Regions from separate parts of the Sus scrofa genome. Here regions 2 and 3 are each linked to region 1. The links are chromatin contacts, called in public Hi-C and promoter capture Hi-C maps. All regions are on one chromosome and are shown on one strand. The core of a region is the stretch at or near the end of the contact, and the rest is flanking DNA. Distances in the headings are between cores, read along the strand shown. Region 1 holds the start of SFT2D3 (vesicle transport protein SFT2C). Region 2 holds the start of SAP130 (histone deacetylase complex subunit SAP130). Region 3 holds the start of UGGT1 (UDP-glucose:glycoprotein glucosyltransferase 1).

What was found. Promoter capture Hi-C pulls out the DNA fragments that hold promoters and counts their contacts. A called contact is a pair of places that touch in the nucleus more often than the background predicts.
Region 2: a contact with region 1 is called in a Hi-C map of liver, with 4 times the contacts expected there. The contact joins the promoter of SAP130 here to the promoter of SFT2D3 in region 1. A contact is called at or near these places in 1 of 5 promoter capture datasets (fetal liver), 4 of 47 Hi-C or Micro-C datasets (embryonic fibroblasts, heart right ventricle, liver and 1 more) and 1 of 2 datasets of contacts at active chromatin or transcription factors (alveolar macrophages).
Region 3: a promoter capture Hi-C map of liver shows a contact between it and region 1, with 6 times the contacts expected there. The contact joins the promoter of UGGT1 here to the promoter of SFT2D3 in region 1. A contact is called at or near these places in 2 of 5 promoter capture datasets (fetal liver and liver) and 1 of 47 Hi-C or Micro-C datasets (heart right ventricle).

Annotation. Positions count from the first base shown.
Region 1 is chr15:59,641,973-59,644,682 of Sscrofa11.1, forward strand. SFT2D3 (vesicle transport protein SFT2C) reads right to left here and starts at 1,444. Exons shown (of 1, transcript XM_005671832.3): 1 at 1-1,444. The coding sequence starts at 988. The coding sequence ends at 329.
Region 2 is chr15:59,310,904-59,313,743 of Sscrofa11.1, forward strand. SAP130 (histone deacetylase complex subunit SAP130) reads left to right here and starts at 1,498. Exons shown (of 21, transcript XM_021076325.1): 1 at 1,498-1,674.
Region 3 is chr15:59,263,666-59,266,365 of Sscrofa11.1, forward strand. UGGT1 (UDP-glucose:glycoprotein glucosyltransferase 1) reads right to left here and starts at 1,388. Exons shown (of 40, transcript XM_021075942.1): 1 at 1,138-1,388. The coding sequence starts at 1,195.

The DNA of each region.
Region 1 (2,710 bases), core at 194-2,693:
ACATAAAAGCAATTTCTCATTAAATATTTCACAGCGTATCGCCAATTTAAGAACAAAATCTGGTTTTCACAGCACGTGCTATCGAGTATAGCACAAAACGCTGAAATCGAGGATCTTCCGAAACTGCTCAAGTCTCAGTTTTTAACAGCCGCTCAGCGTTTACAGATTCTCTGGCAAGGAGCATTTGCTCCGCGCGGTCTGGGAACCGGAGGTTGCAGTCCTCGGCTCGGCAGGCGCTGGGCCCCGGTGGCTGGCTTGGCGTGATCTCCCGACAGCGAGTCCCGGAGCAGACGATGCGTCCTTTCCGATGGCGCGGGCCCTAGGCCTCTCACACAGGTAGCGCCTTGGCGAGGGCGGCGCCCGGGCCCAGGCGCCCAAGAGTGAGGCGCAGCGCCGTGCCTGTGCCCCGGGGCAGCAGTCCGCAGAGCCCAGCCAGCAGCGCGGCCACCTGCGCGCAGGCGCCCAGCCCCGTGAGCAACGTACTGCGCAGACCCAGTGCCGCGTACAGCGTAGTTCCCAGCGCGGCCACGTAGAGCAGCGCCGGCCGCGACGGCACCTCCTCGCCGCGCAGCAAACGTTCGCAAGCAGCGCCGCCCCGCAGGATCATGCCGCCCGCTAGGGCCAGCACCGAGCCCAGGGACCAGAGCAGCGCGAACTTGCGGGCGCGCAGCAGCAACACGGGCGCGTAGAGTGCAGCAAGGCCGAAGCAGAGCGCGGCCATTAGCAGGCACACCCCGCTCGCCACCAGCCGCTGAGTGCGCGTCAGGCTTGGCAAGCACGTCGGTCCTGCTGCCGCCGCCGCCGGCTCCGCAGGGCTCTGCGCCCAAGTCCAACGCAGGCCTGCGCGGCCCAACCACGCCCCCGTCGCTCCGGCCCCCGCCTCGGGCTCCTCCTTCTCTTCCGTGGCTAGCAGTGGCTCAGCAGCCGCCTGCCCACCCGCTTTCCCCTGCGCCAGATACTCTTGTAGTTGGCGGTGGAGGTCCGCCATCTTGGACAGCGGCTCCTGGGAGGGGTGGACTGCCGCCCGCTTCCGGTTCTATTCAGTTGCTGTTGGAAACGGTTCGGCCCTCCAGCGGCTGTTGGTCGGCCATGACGGAAGGGGCGGAGCCTGAGGATCTACTGTCTTAGCAGACTACTGTGAAGCTAGTTCTGGAGGTTCCACTTGTGCCGGCACTCGGCAGTCTTTGGTACGGTGTAGGCGCCCTTAAGTCCTGGATAAATCGTGGAAGCATTAAAAGTTGGGGGGGGGGGTGAGTCTGTGCGGCTATGAAAGAACTTGAGGGATACTTAATGTATCTTGACCTAATGGATATCTGTATCCTGTTGAGATGTGCAGTAGTTTTTCCAAGATGTTGCCTTTGGGGGAAATGGGGAGGCTACTCCAGACTTACGTGTTTCTTATAATTACGCTAACCTCTATCTTAATAAATTTAACTTTTTAAAAACCTCACTGCAGGACTTTAGGTAATTTCTTTGGAAAAGCTACAGAGTTGAAGAGTTAACTGGCCACCCCCACCAATTTGCTTTTCTCGCATTTTAGCAGAGGCTTGGCAATATTTTTGAGTCTTTCAAGCGGCATGTCATGTATTTCTTGTCCACCGTTCTGTGTTCCTGACATTTCTGGGTCCCAGTTTCCTGACATGTCAGGTCATTCTGATCTTGCTCTCATCTGGTCTGAGATGGCTGCCTCTAAAGCCAATGGTAAGGGAAACTCAGTCTACAGAGTCTGGCTGTACTAGCGCCTTACCACCTGGTACTGGCTTCCCCTGGGTGACCCCAGCCGATAACAACACTCCTTTGTGCAATATGAAGAGGTAGGTATTAATGGCTTTCTGCTGTTGTTATCTCTGGATTTTCAGTCTGTTATCTGTATAACCAATTTTCCCCATTAAATTCCCATAACATTGTCTGTTTTCCTGAACCAAAACCTGGTCCACTTGTCCAATGAGCAAAGCCACTCTGACACTGTGTTGTGGTGGAGGAAAGAGCAGTGTGTTTTGCAGGGCACCAAGCACTGTGTCTCAGATGACCTGACCCAAGAGGCTTTGCTTTTTCTTTGCTTTTGCTCTTTTCTTTTCTTTCTTGCAGGAACAGTACAAATCAGGAGTTCTTGTCATGGCTCAGCGGAAATGAATCCAACTGTATCCGTGAGGATGCAGGTTCAGTTCCTGACCTTGCCCAGTGGGTTGGTTGCTGTGAGCTGTGGTGTAGGACGAAGATGCAGCTCGGATCCTGTGGTGCTGTTGCAGGCCGGAATCTGTAGCTCTGAATAGACACGTAGCCTGGGATCTTGGATATGCGGAGGGTACAGCCCTAAAGAGCAAAAGCAAGAAAAAAAAAAAAGAAACAGTACAATTCAGTTTCATTTTTTTTTTCTTTTTTCCTAGGGCTGCACCTGCAGCACATGGAAGTTTCCAGGCTAGGGGTCGAGTTGGAGCTGCAGCTGTCAGCCTATGAACCCGCATCCTCATGGGTACTAGTTGGGTTCTTAACCCTCTGAGCCACAATGGGAACTCCCCGTATAGGCTTTTAGGGAAGGATTTTTAAAGGTAGTGTGAGGGGAGGGTTACTGGCTGCATGATTGTGCTCATGCACATTTCTCTGAATGGTTGTTGGTGAGGTAACAGGGTGATGTTTTAGGAATCTCAGTCATCAGCCTTCTGATTCCAACCAGTCTGGGGTCTACATGCTGGTAGTGAACATGCAGTTA
Region 2 (2,840 bases), core at 248-2,747, 330 kb before region 1:
ATGATGCTGTAGGAGTTCCTGCCGTGGCGCAGTGGGAACGAATCCAACTAGGAACCATGAGGTTGTGGGTTGGATCCTTGGCCTCCATCAGTGGGTTAAGGATCTGGCGTTTCCACGAGCTGTGGTGTAGGTCGCAGACGTGGCTCAGATCTGACGTTGCTGTGGCTGTGGCATAGTCCGGCAGCTATAGCTCTGATTAGACCCCAAGCCTGGGAACCTCTATGTGCCACAGGTGCGGCCCTAAAAAGATAAAAGACAGAAAAAAATGCAGAAGAATGATGCTGTAAATTGTGAGAGTGTATTAAGCTACTTAGGAAGATAGTGTAGCATTAAGAGAGGGTCGGAGCCTTGGAGAAAAGAGAAGTATAAAACAGCTGAATAGGGGCAGAAGAAGAATCAGGAGAGAGTGTGGTTCTGGAGGCCAAGGGAAGACCATTTTAAGGAGGAATTCCTGCTCTTAAACTAAGCAAGGACCACTGAGTGAAGGTGAGTAGGTTAGTGGAGGGAGCAGTGTAAGAAGAGGCAGGAGCAGGCAGAGTCTAGGAGAGAGATGGCTAAAGTATATCACGTCAGTTACTTATAGAAGAAATGTGAGAAGGGAAGAGTGTTAGAAAGGAAGATGTCTTGAGAAAGGAGAGGGGGCATAGCCTTGAGCTGCCCTTTTTGTACTAAGAATGTAGCTGTGCACGAAAGGAAGAAGGGATTTGAGCCCCATTTATTTCCTATCGCAAAACTCCAGACTAATTTACCGTCTAGGAAGATTGGCGGAGGGACATAATCTCTAGTATCAGACTCATTCTGCTTTCGCAGCTTTGGCTAAGACTTCCACAGCCGTATAACTCCAACACTCTACCCCAAACAAAACAAATCACCACCACCTCCCTCCGCTTCTCCGTAATCCGGAAAGTCTGAGCAGGTGCACCGCGCCTGAGTCCTGCGCCAAAGGCACCTCTCCGAGCCCGCTTTAACCCGAGTGTGCTCGGCTCCCGGCCAAGTTCCCCACGCAGCGAGGCCAGTGCAAACCCGACTGAGTCCCTTCGTTTCCGTGCACCCGAGCCTCCCATGACGCTCAAGCTTCGCGGGTCATGGCCTCAATGGGGACATCAAGTCCCACACGCAGCGCGGAGAATCCAGTACAGTCCGGAAAACCCTCAGCCCTGCCTGCGGCCCCTTCGGTACGCTGCAGTCGGCCTCCATTACCCTATTCCCGCGCCGCAACTCCCTCGGAAAAATGAAACCTGGTGCCATCACATGAGGCAAAAGGGTAGCAGCTTTTCACTAGGCAAAGAAAAACGGCAGAACCGTCGCTAAATAGCTAAGGGGTGTGTTGCTTCGGCCGGGTCGCCAGGACGCCCCGCCCAGGCCCGCCTTCTCAGCACCAGAACTACCTTTCCCAGAGGCCTCTGCAGCCCCGAGGGGCAGGCCCGTCCGCTCTCCACTCATATTGAACGGTGATTGGCTTTCCCGGATGAGGGCGGGGCCTACCCCAGCCAGTGGGTGAGAGGCTCGTTACGGCGGCGGAAGCAGCGGCGCTGGGCAGAGGGGTGGGGGACCGAGTGCTAGCGCCTCGGCGGCGGCGGCGGGTCCTGGAGCCCGAGGACGTCGGCTCCGCAGGCGGAGAGCGCACGGGAACCAGCTCGAGGCGGCAAGGCGGCCACTCGGCGCAGCACTCAGGTAATGGCGGGACGTGCGCCCAGGAGGGGAGGGAAAGGGGAGGGGAGGAGACGAGGGGGCGGGGCGGCCGAGCCGGGCTGCAGCGTCCGTCCCGCTGCGCGTCCCCAGAGAAGGGCAGCGGTGCCTCGTTTTCTGCGGCGCGGACCTGTACTCTTTCGTGAACTGAGCACGGCAGTTGGGCCGGCTGCAGGGGCCGGGTGTCCTGCGACAAGGAATGGAAAGCCGTCGGGAAGGCTGGGCTGAGTTGGGCTTGGGGGCGTGGCGGGCGTGGGCCTTGGCGGGGAAGCTGAGAGGCCGGGGGAGCGCGGGCGGGCGGGCGGCCCAGGGAGTTTGGCTCCTGGAGCAGTTTAAAGTGACTCTCCACATCCGGGCCCTGCGCCCGCCGCTTTCAGACCCCGACCGAGGCGGGGCCTCCCAGCTCCCCGCCCCTCTCGCCGGCAGCTCTTGTCTTCCTCTGCCATTGGCTCTTCCTCGGGGGTTTGGGCTGCCCTGGCGAGGCTCGCGCCTGATTGGCTGGCAGTCGGCGGGAGGGTGGGGCGGGATCACAGCGCGCAGGCCGCGGTGGATTGGTGCAGGCCCTGGAGTGACGCACCCGGCGTGGGGCCAATGGGCGGGCGGGGGAGGTAGGAGCAGGTTCGGGGAAGAGGACTGGAGCAGAGCGGCGGCCGGGGGGCCGGGGTGAGTGGGGTCGGCGGGACTGGACAGCGACGGGCCCGAGGGGCGCTGCGGCACGAGCGGTCCTCGCGATCTCGGAGCCCAGCGCTGCCACCGCATTGGGTCCTCCGCAGCACCCCCGGCCCGGCGAGGTTGAATTAGGAGGGGCGGGCGGCGGCTGCAGGTAAAGAGGCACACTGGTCCTGGGGCTCCTCAGAACGCCTGCCCCCCTCTCCAGAGGATTCAGAGACCCGAAGTATCAGGAGACCTGTGTTCTCTGATCTCGGCGGTGGGCTTCACGGTGGGGGGTAGGATTGCGGGCTAATCAGGGATATCGGCAGAGCTTGGCTCCTGAGCGAAAAGTGGGGGTAGATTTTAGAGAAGGTGGTGAAGGTCTCAGTTCCTTTTGGCTGAGCTGGGGTCTGTGAAAGGGGCGGGAGATGGGGGGGTCGGAGAGAAATCTGTAAATGGAGCCTGTGCAGGATAGCATTGAAAATCCCTTTTGCGTCAGG
Region 3 (2,700 bases), core at 138-2,637, 380 kb before region 1:
AAACAGCCATCTGAGTTTCAACATGTATGACAAGAGCGAGGGAAAATATTAGGAAGTACTCACTCTTGAGAAATAAACTTACTTCTGAAATAATTAAACTTAATATACATTTATACCTTTTAGCAAAACTCATTTGCCCTGAACCAAAAACACCTAATTTCCAATTAAAAAGAGATATTGTATATCTGATATGAAAACGACCACCAGTAACTGGAGAAAAAGTCTAATAGAATTTTCTCCAGTTTATTTCCCTCAAGTTAAACATGCATTGTGAAGACGCCATGGTACTGTACAAAGCAATGTTTATTTCCTTTAATAAAAATGAGTTTCAGCTAAGTTCATCAAAAGCAAGTCAAATGGAAAGGCTATAATTATCCCAAATTTTGTAGTGTTGTCATATAGCTATTTAAAATGTCTTCAAACATCACACTACAATTGGACAGCCAAGCGCATGATGAATTTTTCCAAAATAGTGTAGCACAGGAAGGCATAAGACCCCACGACCTCCAATGAACAAAATATGCTAGTTCTCAAATCTGGCAAGAAATGCAAAACAATCTAGAGTTTCTGGCCAAAGAACATGAACAGTTCACACCCATAACTTATTGGCGATGTACGCAGATCTTACTCCTCTGGCAGGTCCCACACTAAAAGTGAAACCGGATCATCCAATTTCCAGCCAACGGATCCTCGTATTAAATGAAAACGGCAACCTATATTCAGCACCTGAATTCATTTTAGGGAAAAGAGAAATCTATAAAAAGTTCCGTTCGTTCTCCTATCGGGGTCCTGCAAACTGCTGGTTCTCAACCTACTTAGGGTCAGGCTTAATCTAAATGCATGTCAGGGCACTTCCCCCACCTGCGTCTGCACTTGAGCACATGGGTCTCCAAGCTCTTCTATGAAGGCTCAAAGGGGTAGAGAGAGCCTGCGGCTACCCTCGCACAAACGATACCTTGCCCAGAAGACACTGAGGGATAACTCGGGTCACTCGCATTGAGGGGGGAAGGTTGGGACACGGGAGGGGAAACTGAGTCAGGGAAGAAACGGAAGCGCAAGGTGACCGGGACACGGAATCGCCTCGTGCCCCAGACCCTCTCCTGACCGCGAGACCGTCCCACGCCACCCAAGGGGTACCTGTCACCGGCCGCGCAGCGGCGGCACACGCGCCGCCCGCAGCCCCTTTCCAGCCCATGCCGGGGCCGCGCTCCGTCTGCGACGGCACCTGGGACAAGGCCGGAGCAGGGTGGAGCGGGGTGGGGCGGGGCAGCTGCGGAGAGGGCAGCAGCTGCGCCAGTGAGCGGCCGACACGCGCCTTTCCCGCGGCTCGGCTCACAAGCCGGCCTCGCAAAGCTAAAGACCAGCAGCCGACCGCCCTTTACTTCCGCTTCCTACTGGCTGGAGTCGGAGGACTTCCGGCTACTGAGTCACGGCGGGGACCGCCCAGAGCGTCGCGCGGCCGCCATCTTACATCCGAGAAGGCCACGCCTCTTTTGTAGCTTCCAGCTGTTTAGTATAGCCACGGAGGCTCGGGTCTGCAAGTCCTGGGGCGTTGTTTAGGCAGGCAGCTAAGACCCAAAAGCTTCACCACGTGGTGCGACCGGAAAGGGGTTTCATACTTTTTGCAGATTGGGACTCGGAGGAGCTTCAAAGTCTACTTCCTTAAACCCTTTATTAAAAAAGCTGTTGCACAGTAAAGGACAAAGTGACAATGTTTTTGAGCATCTTCGACTTTATTTTAAACCTTAGATTTCGATAGCTTTCGTTCCAGGGAGCAAGGGAAAGGAAGATTTTTTTAAATTTTATGAAACGATTTAGCTTATTTTATACGGTCAGTGGCAACTTAATCTGCAATGATTACTTTGTCCTTTGCTTCTTTTTTTTTTTTTTTTTTGAAAATATAAATCTGTGTAAAATTGTTTTAGCATATGTGACATTGGGCAGATCATTTTAGCCGCCAGATATGAATACATCTTTGGAGGGTATTTTTTAACTAATAAAGTGAACTAGAAACCAAAAGTACATTAAAAAGTAATTTAAGAAAGTGTACAATTTTAACTGACTCGATTGTGGCGTACAGTCCTTCCCTTGAGAATGCCAGACAGAACAAGGACTAAAACACCCCCCTCAATTTGTACTGTGCTTAAGAACCTCTAGCTGACTGTTGGGTTTTCAGTTCCTTGCTGGAATAAAAGGAGTGCAGATAATTTTAAGAACTGGAAATGACCATTTTAAGTTTATTTCTTGAGGGAGATTTTGTGTTAGTGGCTGTCCATTGTGTGTTTTTTGCCCCTTTTCATGTGATGCTTTCCACAAAAAAAGAGAATTGTTTTCTTTCTTTTTTTTTTTTTTTTTTTTGTCTTTTAGGGCTGCACCAGCGGCATATGGAAGTTCCCAGGCTAGGAGCTGTGGCCTCCAGCCTTCACCAGACCACAGCAACTTGGGATCTGAGCCACGTTTGTGACCTACACCACAGCTCATAATAATGCCAGATCCGTAACCCACTGACCAAGGCCAGGGGTGGAACCCTTGTCCTCATGGATGCTAGTTGGGTTCATCAACCACTGAGCCACGATGGGAACTCCCAAGAATTGTTTTCTAATTCACCACTTTACAGAGCTTTTCACTCTCTGTTTTAACTTGGTCTTCTGCTATTGATGTATAAACACCACCAACCTTTGCTTAGTTAATAAGTGATAG